Regions from separate parts of the Danio rerio genome. Here all the other regions are linked to region 1. The links are chromatin contacts, called in public HiCAR-type and Micro-C maps. All regions are on one chromosome and are shown on one strand. The core of a region is the stretch at or near the end of the contact, and the rest is flanking DNA. Distances in the headings are between cores, read along the strand shown. Region 1 holds the start of fam169b (family with sequence similarity 169 member B). Region 2 holds the start of ttc23 (tetratricopeptide repeat domain 23). Region 3 overlaps pgpep1l (pyroglutamyl-peptidase I like).

Region 1 (5,154 bases), core at 1,584-4,083:
TCACATCTGCAGCTGTCGTCAGAAAAGCAGAAACCGTTGCTCATTCACTAGCGCCACTTTAGAGCTAGTATTTGAATGAATGTCTAGCGTAATGTCTAAAGTGATGACAAAATGGGTGTTTCTGCTGACATTTTAAGATTATGAGGATGAACAGCATGAAATGGCATCAGTCTACAGAGGTTTCCCAATATTTATGCTGCAATCAGGAGGATCACAATAATTATCCCTGCAATATATATATATATATATATATATATATATATATATATATATATATATATATATATATATATATATATATATATATATATATATATATATATATATATATATATATATATATATACTCACAGTTAAACCTTTATACGATTTTTCTGTTGAGCAAAACAAGAAATTTAAAAAATTAAAGTAGAATTTTTTTTTTTAATTAAATTAAAAGTAGAAAAAGACAATATGGAAGTAAACATGTTTACAACATTCTTCAAAATATCTAATTTTCTGTCCAAAAGGAGTAAAAGGTTTAGAGTTGTGAATAAATAATGACAAAATTTGTATTTTGTACTTGAACTATCCCTTTAAATAATACTAAAAAACATATCATATTTTCCACAAAAACATCTTGAACAACTGTTTTCAACACTGATGATACAAAAAAAAAGGTTCTTGAGCACAAAATCAGCATATTTTTAATCCTAATGTACACCTACCTCCATACATGCTAGGAGACATAGGAAAGCTAATTCCCAGAATGCACTCAAAAGGCTGAGATGAGCAGAAATCTTCCAGCATCTGTAAAGCAAGTCCAGTCCTTCTCCAGCGAGGGCGAACAAACACAGTATCCAACACAGGGAGCCGATAACTCTGGCCAGTGCTGCCATTACACAGACTGCCTATAAAAAACAGAAAAATAATGAAAACAATTTTTTAAATCCACCATAAATTTCTAAAAATACTACAACCTTATTTCCAAACACATTACCCTTTTTCTTGACAGTATAAAACCCAACAGCTTCACCATCTTGCCACAGGATTTTGCCATGTTCCCTCAAAGAATAGGCAGAAAAATATAGGTCATCTTCAAGAGGCCTTTCCAGAATCCCAAATATAACTTGGCTGAGCAGGAATAGCACGACTCTCTCCATCAGAGACTCCACCTGGGATGACAATATCTGTCATGGCTATCGTGGAAATGATGATTTTATTTCTGCTCAAAACATTGCAGACTAAAATGTAGTCTGTCAGACTGTGTTACTCACTAACAAAAGTCCACATCTGGATTTGTTTGACGTCTTTAAAACATCACCAACAGGCCACCATTTGCCTTGCAGGAACATGGCAACCACTAAAATAACAGGGTTTATATTATTATCTAAATAGACCGTATGACTCAAAAGTGGCATAGGAAGGATAGTGTTATATTGTGTGGAGTCAGACCTTGAGATTCATCCTCGGGTGTGTGAAGAGCAAGAATAAAATGTGATAAATCACCATCATTCAGAAACAAGAGCTGACCAATGTTCTCACTGCTTACTTTCACCTGTAAACACAAATATTACTCTTTAATGAGGAATTTAAATTATGTCATCATTTACACACACTCTGTTTCTTCCAAACATGTAAGTAATTAAACAGTTGGTCCTTATTGACTTCCATATTATTTTTGCCGATATATATAGAGGTCAGTGGGGGCCATCAAACATTTTAGTTAACAACATGCTACAAAATATCTTCTTTTGTGTTCAGCAGAAAAACAGAAACACATACAAGAATAAAAAAACTTGATGGTGTGTGAATAGTAAATAGGACCACATTGAATCTGTGCTTGCCTATTTCCGCAGATGGTTGATGCTGTCACTTAATTTATTTATGTAAGTGGGTGTAAATGTATGCATATTTATTTGTTTTATACATATATATTTCAGTTATGCTATTGGACAATATGCAAATGTTTAGATTATTTGTGTAAAACACAATTTGTTATGTAATATTTTCACTCCATTACATGAGAAACCAGGAAAAAAGTTGTAAAGTTTCAAAGATTTTTTTATTTGAATTGTTATTTTTTCATCCTTTGCACTGTGAAAAAACATTCCTCATAAATCCAAAGATTTTTTTCTTTTTAGTTATTAATTAATTTATTAATTATGCAAAAAAAATCCTGCCTTAATAGCGCAATAAAACAAACAAACAAACAAAATGATTCTGTTTGCAGACCTTATAAAATACATTTTCAGATTTTGGGTAAATAATTTATGTGTAAAACCAATAAGCTATTAAAACCAATAAGATTTAGGGTATAACTATTTTTTTGTATTGAATGGTAGGCTATTGTATTTGTTCTCACTTTCTCTCCATTAGTGTGGGTAATATGTGTGGCATCTCTTGAATGGACACTGGACAGGTCGTCATATCCTACGCTCAGCTCTCCATAATTCTCCACAGGTAGATCCACAGGATAGGGTTTCACTAGAAAACCACATTTGTTTAAACAGTAAATAACTCAAGCTTTAAGGTCCATGATGGCTTTATGTCAATGTTTTTCGTATAGTAAGATTTTATTGACGGCGCTTCTGTGACCTATCAACTGTCTGAGTGACGTAGCTGAACAGTTGCGCGATTTTGTTTACATGAAAAACAACTTTTTTAAAAGCTCCCATTAAACATACAGAAATTTGATAATACTTGGGTAATTAACTGAGGAAATGCTGTATGTCTGCTCTTACCTTCACCACTATTCTCCAGTTTAGAGCTGGATTCCATTTTGGTAGTTCGACCTTTGAATGTTTCGAAATAGAACAGCGCCATCTAGGGTTTCTGAAAGCTAAAGAGAAGAAATCATTCATGAATTTTTTAAAACTGCAGAGGGTTTAGGATATTTCACACTATAATATTTATTCAGGTGAGGTTTTTACAAGATTTGCATGATTTAAAATACAATGGGTAACGTTACTGGCACTATGAAAGTAAAAAAAAAACATATACAGGTGAATACACATATACAAAGAGAATAACTCAAAATATTGAAGATTTATAAATTAAAACGATAGGTCTATGCAAGTGAACATAATTTATAACAATGTTATCTTTAATAGACAGCATCAGAAAATGATCATGAGCATGTACTAATGTAAAAAATCTATCCTGGATGCCCCAAAGGTAAGTACAATTTTAATTTTAGGTAAAGTGTTTGTTTGTTTGTTTGTTTGTTTGTTTGTTTGTTTGTTTGTTTGTTTGTTTGTTTGTTTTTTGCTGTTATTTTATTTCTTTTTGTTATTAGCAAGACTGATTAGAATGATTAAATAAATGACAAATTAACTAAATGTATGTACTATTGTTATATTTGGTAATTTGACTTGAAATGTTTATTATAATTATCTATTTTTTATATCTTTATATTATAGTCATTACTTTAAGAAAAATCACAGGTCTTTGGAAAAAATAAAAAACCTCCTTTACTATAGTAATCTAAAAATAATTAATTGATAGAATCAAAAATATCCTATAGAACAAAGTGAAATTCCATTTAAAAAAAAAAGAAAAGAAAAAACACAGTGTCTAATAATTTAAAAAATCAAAATCAGATCCTGAAGGACCTATAGGAGTCATAATGCCCATAAGGATTTTAAAATCTTATAAGACAAAGTGGAAATCCATTTAAAAATTATGAATGTCCATTTACATTTTTAAATCCTATAAGACAAAGTGAAATTCCACTTTTTTAAAAACTGAATGATTTTTTTGACAAAGGTTCTTTTAGGATACATAAACACAGACCTCCTGTTACATATTGCATAAAATTACTTCACGCTGTACTTTACATTAGTTTATAGAAACTTGAAGTAGGCTATTTCATAAAGCATAACACCTCATTTTTGTAATTATACATAATTGTATAACATCCATGAGCTTGGGTTTATTCTAGCATTTTTCATAACCGTGAAACAGACAGACAGCATAAAATAACCCATTTATTTGTGTATCAACTGTATATCATACATTCATACAACTGTTTCAAGGATTGCATATTTTTAATTGAAATATTTGTTGGTCCCTTATTAAAATGTTAACTTTGAAATTTGAGAAGTGAGAAAATTACTATTCTACTATTTTGTCCCCTTGACAGACATGCATATATCTGTAATATTTGTTCTTTCCCTTATAAAAAAGTGTTTTTACTGATTTTATTCTAACGTATGTTTACATATTTAGTGTATAAATATGCAGAGGTGGATTAATTAATAAGCAAGGCCAGTAGTCGCTTAGGGCCCCAGGAAATCTGAGGGCTCCCAAATAAATACCTAAGTATAAATAATACTGAGCGACACGATGGCACAGTAGATAGTGCTGTCGCCTCACGGGGTCAGTTGGTATTTCTCTGTGGAGTTTGCATGTTCTCCCCGCTTATGTGGGTTTTCTCTGGGTGCTCCGGTTTCCCCCACAGTCCAAAGACATGCGGTACAGGTGAATTGGGCAGGCTAAATTGCCCGTAGTGTATGTTTGTGAATGAGAGTGTATGGGTGTTACCCAGTGATGGGATGCAGCTGGAAGGGCATCCGCTGCATGAAACATGTGCTGGATAAGTTGGCGATTCATTCGGCTGTGGCGACCCCAGATTAATAAAAAGACTAAGCCAAAAAGAATATGAAGGAATGAATGATACTTAAATTATATATAACATTGTTTTCTATCATATTTTGCACGGTGAGCGTCCCCCACCTTGAGTCATCGACCAGTCCAGCAGTCAAAACAGTAAAGATTTAGTTTTTAAAACAAAATTATTAATTTATTATTTTTAGTTGTGAATTCATCTTAAGAAAACACATAGTTATAGAATTTAGAAACATATAGTTATTGAATAGTTTCAAGAGATGTTTTACATCGTATTATTATTTTGCATTAAGATAAAATGCAAAAAATGAGATCAAATGATATAAGGAAAGCAAAAAAATTTAAAAATTTAAAAATTTAAGTACAAAAGTACGATGACGTATGGAAGGTCACTGTACAAAAGGTCAATTTTAGAACCATCACTGAAACTGCTTAGGGCCTCAAAATCATTAAATTCACCCCTGTACAAATTGTAGCATGATAAAAAAAAGGTTCATGATAGTTCCTGTGTTCTATTTTGAAGTGTATCTGTATTTGCAATGTGGG
Region 2 (5,154 bases), core at 1,084-3,583, 230 kb after region 1:
AATTGAGTGAAAAAACACTAATGAAGCTAAATGATGCAAGGAACTGTACATTTTTACAACATTATTATCTTCAATCCGCAGCCTTGGCTAATAATCAGTTGTGTATTTTCTCAATAGTCTAAACAGCAGTCATGACAGATACTAATGTTGTAGCGGTATTTATTTGGCTAATAAAATGGGTTGGACGCCAGGGTTAGAAAACCCCACTACAGTTATTAAAATAATTTCATTTATGAAAAAAATTACTATTCAACAAATGTATGAATAAATCAAGTAAACCAAAATCAAATGTTCTAAATCAATGCATTAAAAAGGGGGAAAAAACAGAAACAAAGCAAACAAGCTTTAACTTCAACATATTTTTGCTCAACGCATAAACCAAACACACTTATATTTCCAGGCCCAGGCACAATACATATTAAAACACTTTACAATGCAATCAACAGGTGATAAAATATAAAATTAGTTTCCATATAATATATAAATATAAAGACTATAAGTAAGATATAAATAACGTAAGATATAATAACATTTAAATCAGGTAAATCACTTCAGAATATATAAAACCAATATTAATCAAATTTACGCACAAACAAATAATATTAATTCAAAGCCAAAATCATCACACATTAACAAATTTAGATAACTCGTTCTTGCAATTTTAAAATAGTAGATTTTCCATTTGTCCGTGCTGAAACAACTGTGTAATCAAAGGACCTGAGATAAAATAAACAGCAATTTTTTGGGGTGAACTGTCCCTTTAATAATTTTACCTTTGTATTGCAAGTAAGCTTTAGCTAGTCTTGACTGGGCTTGGGCCACTGCAAAATGCTCATTTCCATAAACCAGTCTGCTCAGTGCCAGGCAGCGGATAAGCTCTTGGATACATGGGTCATACTGCAAGGTCAAACAAATATCAAACAATCAACTACTAGACAAATGAAAATACCATGATTCTATAGAAGTATTTAAAAGAGATAGAGAGAATACATTATTGTGAACATGCCTGGTGTGATTTTTTTTATTATGATAATGTATTATTGATATGCTGTGGGACTAATATGGTTACCTAACGCATAATTTATATATTGCAGAGCACAGTATTATTCTATGCATACCTCTTCACTATCAGCAAAAGAATGAGCCCGTCTCTCACAAAGAGATAGTTTCTCTGCAGGAGTAATCATGCTGTAATTCTTTCCATCTTCTTTCTGTGAGATTATTGTTGAATCTGCTTCCTGAAGGTATTCTCCAGAACTGCCACTGCTGCTCATGTTGAAGCTGGTGAATCTGCAAAAGTTCTGAGCTAAGCAGTTTTTCAAAACATGATGAATTATACCTACAATATTAGGTGTTGAGAAACATCCCCCTTTCACTGCATGGAGTTCGGATGTAAAAAAAAAAATTAAGTACCATTTGATTTTTTTCTTCTAAAATGCATATTTCCAATAGCGGTAAAGTTAAAGTTGATTTTATATTCACATATTCATTCATTTAGAAGTCTCTATACTGTTTACCATGTTACTTTGAATATTCGATTGGAATTAGCATGCAAGTGTGACTTGAAAACAACATTAACACTGTTTGTTTGACTGTGAACAATGTTGTACTTTGATAGTCATTGGCGGGTAATATGATTTCACTGTTTAGAGTTTGCAAATAATACTTTTATAAATTTTTATTATTAAGGGGAAAGTCTGAATGTGCGAATATAAAACCAACTTTACCTCTATATATTACCACAGCCTCTCATGTTTCTGTAAACCTAATTCACTTTTTAAAGATAATAAAAAATCTATTCTCTGCTATTAAAGTGAAATCACAAAACCTACATACAGAAAACTAAAAGAAAAAGTGTGTTTTAGAAGACAATTTCAGATGGCACTTCTGCATCTGAATGAGAAATTGGTCAGAGTAGGAGTTGAGCTGAGAGCTGAGGAGTCCCTAACAATCTCATTCTGACCCCTCATTTTGTTTTCCCACAGACCAAATAATGTCAAACTGGTTTTAAACGACTAGAAAGAGAAAATAATAAGAGAATGTTCCGTTTTTGACTGAACTATTAGAAAAATGAATACATACGATTCATCCAGCGCAGTGACTGAGCAGTCCTGCTGTGATGCGCCAAACGGTCCGCTGTGCGGTGCCAGGCTCATTTTAATGGCGAAGGCAAATGACACTGAGCAGTCAAATTACAGTACAAGCCGGCTTTTGATTGATGGTAAGAATGATTTCTCTTTTATATTGCTCTTCAAAGACTGCAACGATCTTTTCAGGCACACTGGAAGTCAGAGCTGTGCCTGTGCAACCGAGAAACGACTATCACGAAACCCAAACAAACGCTGTGATTGGCTGATTCCTACACATGGGCGGGTCATGTGACTCTCAAGTCACTACATTGATAAATAATAATTGAGCATTTTAACGCCATAATGCTTCTGTTCTTACATACATCTGAACCTTTATATTTTTAGCAGTAAATTTCTTCAGAAGTATTTTAAATCTTTCCAATAATGTACATGTTGGAAATTGCTCATTTATAATTGAATATTTAAAATGTAGTACCTCGTAAAAATAGTAATAATTTATGATTATCTAATTCAATATCTTATGCGTTTATCAAATTTTTAACATTTACAATAATACTGCATTTATAGAAAAAAGGTCCCATTTAAGTAGCCTACTAAATATTAAGTGTCCTATAGTCTTTGTTAATTCATTCATTAATTTTCTTTTCGGCTTAGTCCCTTTATTAATCAGGGGTCGCCACAGCGGAATGGACTGCCAACTTATCCAGCATATGTTTAACACAGAGGATGCCTTTCGAGCTGCAACACAGTACTGGGAAACATTCATACACTCTCATTCACACACATACACTATGGACAATTTAGCTTACCTAATTCAAAGCCACCACACCGCTCAGCGTCTTTGTTAATAGTTTTTAGTAAAATTGCTAAATTGTTAACCGAGGGAGTGCTAACCTGAAGGACTTTATTAGGTTACCTATAGTTAGGTTATCCATTTATATTTATGGCAGAAAGAAAAACCGTTTATGCATGTTGACAGCAGAGTTTATTATAAATACTTTAAATTATACATAAATAAATTACAGACAATATTGTATATAGTGATATACCTGTTCATACATTTTTCAATTTTGTAAAATATTTTTATTCTCTATTTACTACTTTCTTTCTTAATGCCTTTATTATCTGTGATTTTTTTTGTCCAGTACTCTCATTCTGTTGAACTATGGAAACAGAATACATGAATACAAGTTGCTTGTATGTGTAAACATCCCAATACAGCTCTTTCTGATTCTGATAATAAATTGGATTTCAATGGGATTGTGTAGCCTATAAATAAACTAAAACCCCATTGCTGAGTATATGTATTGCAAATGGCCATCTATTTTGAAAAAAACATGAACCACATTATCATAAGCCCACATTGTGGGTAGCTGACATGCAGTGCATTATGAACAGGTCTTATATAGCCTGCAAAACAACAAAGGTATCCAATTACAACCTTGAGCATTCAGTCGTCTTGAGGGTTTAATACCACTTAAAAAATATTTAAGACTGAAACATTTAAGGACAGTGAGCAATTCATTTAAGATATTACAGTTTTTCCCAGTGGCTTTTGTGCATTTCTCACAACACTATTTACATTTGCACAACAGTTAATGCATTTCTCAAAACAATTAGTCATTTGTGCACATCATAGTAGCATAGTAGTTTCATAGTAGTTTCTCATTATTTTCAACAAATTGCAGATGCATTTGGACATGCATTAATTGCTTATACAACTCTCTGCTATTTTATAAAATCATCATTTGCTTATGTCATGTCAGTCAAAATGAACTAAACCTGTGAATGCTGAATAGTCATTCCATATTAAACTAATAGACCTCATTTCATTACTCGAGTCATTACATACAAAAATGTTGAACTAGTTGTCAAAATCTGTTAAAATAATTTATAAAAATTGTAATTTTTTTTCTTGAAAATGTCTTCTAAACTGAACAATTTCATGAATGATTTACAGACCTGTGTATGTTGAAAGTTCAGTTCCAATATGTACTGCTAAATTGTTTACAGTTGTGCACAGCTCTACCCAAAGGAAGTTTATGTTTGTTGTAAATAAGGCTGTGTTTATTCTTTTGCATATTGCTGTGAATAGTTTAGAATTTCAAAGAGCAAATGCAGTAAAAATGTGAAACCTACATTTTCAGTGTCTTGTACTCAGATACCTCACTAAATGCAGTGATGTCTAACTTTACTGCAGTTTTCAAATGGCTGTACAAATAGTATATAGTGCTGTCTTGAGCATTTTCAGGAAGTGTCACCAAAATCTGACTTTTTTTGCACTAGAAAAAAATGTGCAGAGTACACTGTCATAATGCAAACATGATAAAGCCATTTGACTGGAATACTTGCTTTTGAGGAATAATGCAGGTTATCAGCTAGGTTTTGCAATTTGTACTAATTGTTTTGAGAAATGCATTGACTGCTGTGCAAATGTAAATAGTGTTGTGAGAAATGCACCAAAGCGACTGAGAAAAACTGTTATCAGGAGTCACCACAGCGGAATGAACCGCCAACCTATCCAGCATATGTTTTTACACAGCGGATGCCTTTTCAGCTGCAATCCATCACTGGGAAAACAAACAACAAATAACAGAAATTATATTTCTCCATTTGGTGGATAAATTAATTTATAAATGATTCAATGTTGAGTTTGTGTTATATTCATCATTTGCATGTGTTTTTGATGCCTGTGATTGTATGATTTTAAAAGCATTCAGGCATAAGAAATTGTACCATTTGTGTCCTTAACTATAATTAAGTTTATTGAATTATTTTTATCATTCAGTTACAATACTGTTAGACTCGAGCAACAATAAAACACTTTATTTCAATTGTATCTTTTTCTTGATTGTATTTAGAGATTGTTGTTCATGAAAATACTCACAACACATGCAAATACAGAAATGCACCGCAAATAACACAGACCACAACGAAAATGGGCTGGGGGACCCCAAAAAATAGATTTATAGATTGTTTATTTATGTTATAAATTCTTTCCAAATAGAGATATTAGGTCAACTGATGAAATTGTATTCATATCACAATATATTTTGCAAAATAA
Region 3 (5,154 bases), core at 1,269-3,768, 170 kb after region 1:
TGTCCTGATTGCACGAGAGAGGAGGCCCGAGTGTGTGCTGTGCTGCGCTGCACATCTAGGTGCTCAGAGTCTGTCATCTGTATCTCATCACAGCTCTCAGCTAAACATCATCAAGTCAGAATGTCGCTCACATTTTTGTGATATCATGAGAATTTAAGCAACGCTTGGATCATGTACAAGGGCAGGGAATCAGAAATAGTGTGCAGAATGCTGATCCTTGAATGGTTTGCTAGTACATTTTGTAGAGCTTGTTGTTTCTCTATTCTTTAAGTGTATGAATTGTACTACCATGACACTGTGTTGTTGTTTTAGGATTATAAAAAGGCATACAGATTTCTTGCTTCATCATTGTCCTTTATGAAGCTGACTTTCAAAATCTAGTATGTTGTCTATCTAGGTGTCAGACATTATCATCTAAAGAGAATGCTGCATTTATTTGAAAGGATTACAATTTTTAGTAATAACCTCTGTACACTGGCTGGGCACTTTATTAGGTACACCTGTCCAACTGTTCATTAACGCAAATTTCTAATCAGCCAATCACATGGAAGCAACTTAATGCATTTAGGCATGTAGACATGGTCAAGACGATCTGCTGCAGTTCAAACTGAGCATCAGAATGGGGAAGAAGTGACTTTGAAGATGGCATGGTTGTTGGTGCCAGACGGGCTGGTCTGAGTATTTCAGAAACTGCTGATCTACTGGGATTTTCACGCACAACCATCTCGAGGGTTTACTGAGAATGGTCCAAAAAAGAGAAAATGTCCAGTGAGCGGCAGTTCTGTGGGCGCAAATGCCTTGTTGATGTCAGAGGAGAATAGCCAGACTAGTTCCAGCTAAAAGAAAGGCAACAGTAACTCAAATAACCATTCGTTACAACCAAGGTATGCAGAAGAGCATCTCTGAGCACACAACACTTTGAGGCAGATGGGCTACAGCAGCAGAACACCACACCGGGTGCCACTCCTGTCAGCTAAGAACAGGAAACTGAGGAGGCACAGGCTCACCAAAATTGCAGAATAGAAGATTTGAAAAACATTGCCTGGTCTGATCAGTCTCAGTTTCTGCTGTGACATTCGGATGGTCGGGTCCAAATTTGGCAACATGAAAGCTTAGATCCATCCTGCCTTGTATCAACGGTTCAGTCTGGTGGTGGTGATGGTGAAAGGGTGTGGAGGATATTTTCTTGGCACACTTTGGGCCAATTAGTACCAATTGAGCATCGTGTCCACGCCACAGCCTACCTGAGTATCTTTGCTGACCATATCCATCCCTTTATGACCACAGTGTACCCATCTTCTAATGGCTACTTCCAGCAGGATAACACACCTTGTCATAAAGCGCAAATCATCTCAGACTGGTTTCTTGAATATGACAATGAGTTCACTGTAATCCAATGGACTCCACAGTCACCAGATCTCAACCCAATAGAGCGCCTTTGGGATGTGGACTGGTGATTCGCATCATGATTGTGCAGCTGAGAAATCTGCAGCAACTGCGTGATGCTATCACGTCAATATGGAGCAAAATCTCTGAGGAATATTTCCAGTACCTTGTTGAATCTATGCCACAAAGAATTAAGGCAGTTCTAAAAGCAAAATTGGTTCAACCTAGTACTAGTAAGGTGTACCTAATAAAGTGGCAAGTGAGTGTATTTTAACATGTTATTTATTTATGTGTTGGCAAAACTCAATTTTCAGCAGCCATAATGACAGATTCAGAAATCATTCTAACATTGTATTATTTATTTATTCATTTTTCTTTAGCTTATAGTCCCTTATTTATCAGGGGTCACCACAGCGGAATGAACCGCCAACTATTACCGTACATGTTTTGCACAGCGGATGCCCTTCCAGCCCCAAGCCAGTACTGTGAAACATTGTATTATATTGGATTAATATTACAATATGTATTTATTATAATAAAATGTATTATATTCATTTTAAATAGAAATCTTTTGTATTATAAATGTATTTTCTGTTTAAAGTTAGTAGCATTGCACGTACTGTATCTTTTAAAGAACAGACAGTCCTAGAAACCATTGTGAGAATTCAAGCTTGATGAAATAACATGTATGATCAAGAAATATGTGAATTATTAAACATAAGAGAAGTACCAAAGGTAGTCAAAATAGGGTGATGTTTGTTTTATGGCTAGTGCTGTATATCTCACCTTTAGCACCTTTAGCTTAGCAACATGCTAACGTAAAACTTTTTTGGTATTGATATTGAATGCAGTTTTCCACAAGTGCTATTTGTGGAGATGTTTACTTGTGTAGATCACTCCACTCTGAATATCAGTAAGTTGTGAGCTGTCTTTTCAGTCAGGATCTGCTTTAGAAGGCAGGACAGTAGCTCGGTGGGTTTTGGAAAAGAGATCAGTGCAAACAGCAGGGCAGGATTTATCACGTTTTCTGATTGGGATTGAATTTGCTTCAGTGAGTCATGACAGATGGACTCTGCTATGAATTTGTGCTCCAACCAACGCAAAACAGGCAGGTTACTCACGTACGCCAGGCCTCTGTCCAGAAAAAAAAAATACTTTGTTTTTAAGCAATGGCTGAGGAGGTTAACCCACAGAACAGTGTAACTTTCCGTTAGCGCCTAACATTCGTCAGAGAAAGCTCTGGTGCAGTATTTGATACTGTGGAATGTCTTTGCCTGTGTGTTTTGTGCTGAGAAGCTCCACTCTGAACCTGCGGCTGGAGGTCACTGAAAATGTATTTCAGTGGGCCAGTGAGAGCTGACGCTATTCTTAGCTTGTTTGTGCATTTTACCATGATGTGGTGGAACAGTACCACACCAAACTGTTGTGATAATGGGTTTGGTGATTTTTATTTTTGTTTTGGATTTTTTTCTTCTTTTTTTGCTGCTGCTTGTGTGTTCCCAGCTGTTTACATGAGACAGGTTTATGGAGTGTTTAGGACAGTAGTGCTGGCGTAGTGTACTGTCCAACCACAAAATGTTCTAGAAGCTGTGTTTTCAACAACAATCTGCTCTGCTCTGCTCCAGCTCTAGTGAACACTGCCACCTGTTGATGAGTGCCAAACACCAGGAGTTCATAGACATTATAATGCTGTTTGCACTGCAGTATATCAGATTTGTACATGTTATAAAATATGAATTGCATTTTAAATGATCATATTATTTATATAAAGAGAGAAATGTCACCTAATTTGCCCCTTTAACATTTTGAATATGCATTTATTTTAATTTTTTTTTGTTTTCTTTTTTGATTTTGGTGTTATGCTTTAGCTTTTGTTATTTTATTAAATGATTCTGTTTAACTTTAATTTGACATTTTAATAATTATACTAACCTTAGCTAGGGTCAAGGCAACACTTTTAAATTGCATTCAAGTTTTTCAGTGCTATTTCTTTATTTGAGATTTATTGCAAAACTACAAATAGCAATTCTGAGTAGTTTTAGTTAATAATATTTCAATACAGACTCCAAAACATTGCTGTTTTTTTAACTGGTCACACTGGGCTCTAAGGAGATGCTGTTTACATCAGAATTATTAGTCTCCTTGAATTATCAGCCCCCTGTTTATTTTTTTCCCCAATTTTTGTTTAACAGAGAGATTTTTTTTAAACTAATTTCTTAATAACTCATTTCTAATAACTGATTTATTTTACCTTTGCCATGATGACAGTGAATAATATTTGACTAGATATTTTTCAAGACACTTCTATACAGCTTAATGTGACTTTTAAATGTCTTAATTAGGTTAACTAGGCAGGTTAGGATAATTAGGCAAGTTATTGTATAATGATGGTTTGTTCAGTAGACTATCGAAAAAAATATATAGCTTAAAGGGGCTAATAATTTTGACCTTAAAATGGTTTTTAAAAAATGAAAAACTGCTTTTATTCTAGTCAAAATAAAACAAATAAGACTTTCCCCAAAAGGAAAAATATCATCAGACAGTGTGAATAATTCCTTGCTCTGTTAAACATCATTTGGGAAATATTTAAAAAAGGAAAAAAAAATCAAAGGTGGGCTAATAATTATGACTTGAACTGTGTGTATTTGATTTACTAATAAGAACTGTCTCAAAAGAGTGATTTGAAACTGATAACACTGTTTAGATTGTGTATTCCTGAAAATGAACTGGCTCAAAAGTGTAGTTTAATCTTTTTTATTCACTAAAAACAACAAGAGAATCTGAATATCCTTATCACATTGTCTACTACTGAAATGGCTCAAAGGAGTAACGTGTTCTTGCTCCATTGAATTTTTGTGATTTACTAAAATGAACTGACTCCTAAAAGGGGATCGCACAACAGACGCACCACGATGCGCTCATGACAGTTACAGGTATTGCACACCAGACACGCACATTCTCATTCATTTTCTTTTTGGCTTAGTCCCTCAATTAATCAGAAGTCGCCACAGCAGAATGAACCGCTAATTTACAAAGCATATGTTTTATGCAGCAGATGCCCTTCCAGCTGCAACCCATCTCAGGAAAACACCCATACAATCTCATTCACACACATACACTACAGACAATTTAGCCTACCCAGTTCACTAGGACTGTGCTGGAAACCGGAGCACCTGGAGGAAACCCATGCGAACATGGGGAGAACACGCAAACTCCACACAGAAATGCAAATTGAGCAAGCCGAGACTCAAACCAGTGACCTTCTTGCTGTGAGACAACATCGCAACCCGCTGCGCTGCCCCATGCACAATATCATGTTATTTAAAAGGAAACTAATTAGATGGTGCTCTGTGGCACAGCAGAAATATGAAGTGTCCCGAGTTGTAGCTGGGCACCTTGGACAGCCACCGACCTGCGACACCGGTGTATGTACCAGGATAAAAATCTCTGTTTATACCAGCTCTTTGTGTTAAGTGTCATACAGAGCTTGGGACATACTTTCATTGCTTCTGGAAGAGCAAACTCATTTCAAGATTCTGGAACTTTGTTGCGTATGAAATTAGCACGATTTTTAAGATCAAATAAAAAAAAAAGATCCCAGTCTTTTTCTTTTGGCACTCCCTCTAAAACACAAGCATTGTCAATGACCCTTGACACAAAAGGTTAAACATTGTTTGATAAACTGCTACTTGTGGCAAGAAAACGCATCCTTATTAGATGAATACGAAACAGTCCCCCCACTGTGACACAATGGTACAGAGAGATTTT

Evidence for each region. A called contact is a pair of places that touch in the nucleus more often than the background predicts. HiCAR-type assays count read pairs that join an accessible place to other places.
Region 2: a contact with region 1 is called in a Micro-C map of caudal fin, with 16 times the contacts expected there. The contact joins the promoter of ttc23 here to the promoter of fam169b in region 1. A contact is called at or near these places in 8 of 18 Hi-C or Micro-C datasets (caudal fin, embryo, fin fibroblasts and 2 more) and 3 of 4 datasets of contacts at active chromatin or transcription factors (caudal fin, embryo and gastrula embryo).
Region 3: a contact with region 1 is called in a HiCAR-type map of caudal fin, with 16 times the contacts expected there. The contact joins the enhancer-like site here to the promoter of fam169b in region 1. A contact is called at or near these places in 4 of 18 Hi-C or Micro-C datasets (caudal fin, embryo, hematopoietic stem cells and 1 more) and 3 of 4 datasets of contacts at active chromatin or transcription factors (caudal fin, embryo and pancreas).

What each region holds. Positions count from the first base shown.
Region 1 is chr18:22,446,738-22,451,891 of GRCz12tu, reverse strand. It overlaps fam169b (family with sequence similarity 169 member B), which reads right to left and starts at 2,833. Exons shown (of 9, transcript NM_001386842.1): 1 at 2,724-2,833; 2 at 2,345-2,466; 3 at 1,435-1,537; 4 at 1,257-1,342; 5 at 980-1,154; 6 at 708-890. The coding sequence starts at 2,805.
Region 2 is chr18:22,211,433-22,216,586 of GRCz12tu, reverse strand. ttc23 (tetratricopeptide repeat domain 23) reads right to left here and starts at 2,333. Exons shown (of 11, transcript XM_073930314.1): 1 at 2,083-2,333; 2 at 1,119-1,290; 3 at 774-897. The coding sequence starts at 2,156.
Region 3 is chr18:22,273,040-22,278,193 of GRCz12tu, reverse strand. All of the region lies in intron 4 of pgpep1l (pyroglutamyl-peptidase I like), which reads right to left. The region is part of intron 20 of igf1ra (insulin-like growth factor 1a receptor); the gene reads left to right. Among named protein-coding and RNA genes, the nearest start is that of synm, 17 kb to the right of the region's middle. Within about 2 kb of position 2,518, at least 10 of the 62 cell types and tissues checked have an H3K27ac peak or open chromatin away from gene starts, as enhancers often do. A contact at or near this core is called in caudal fin and pancreas, where this site is marked.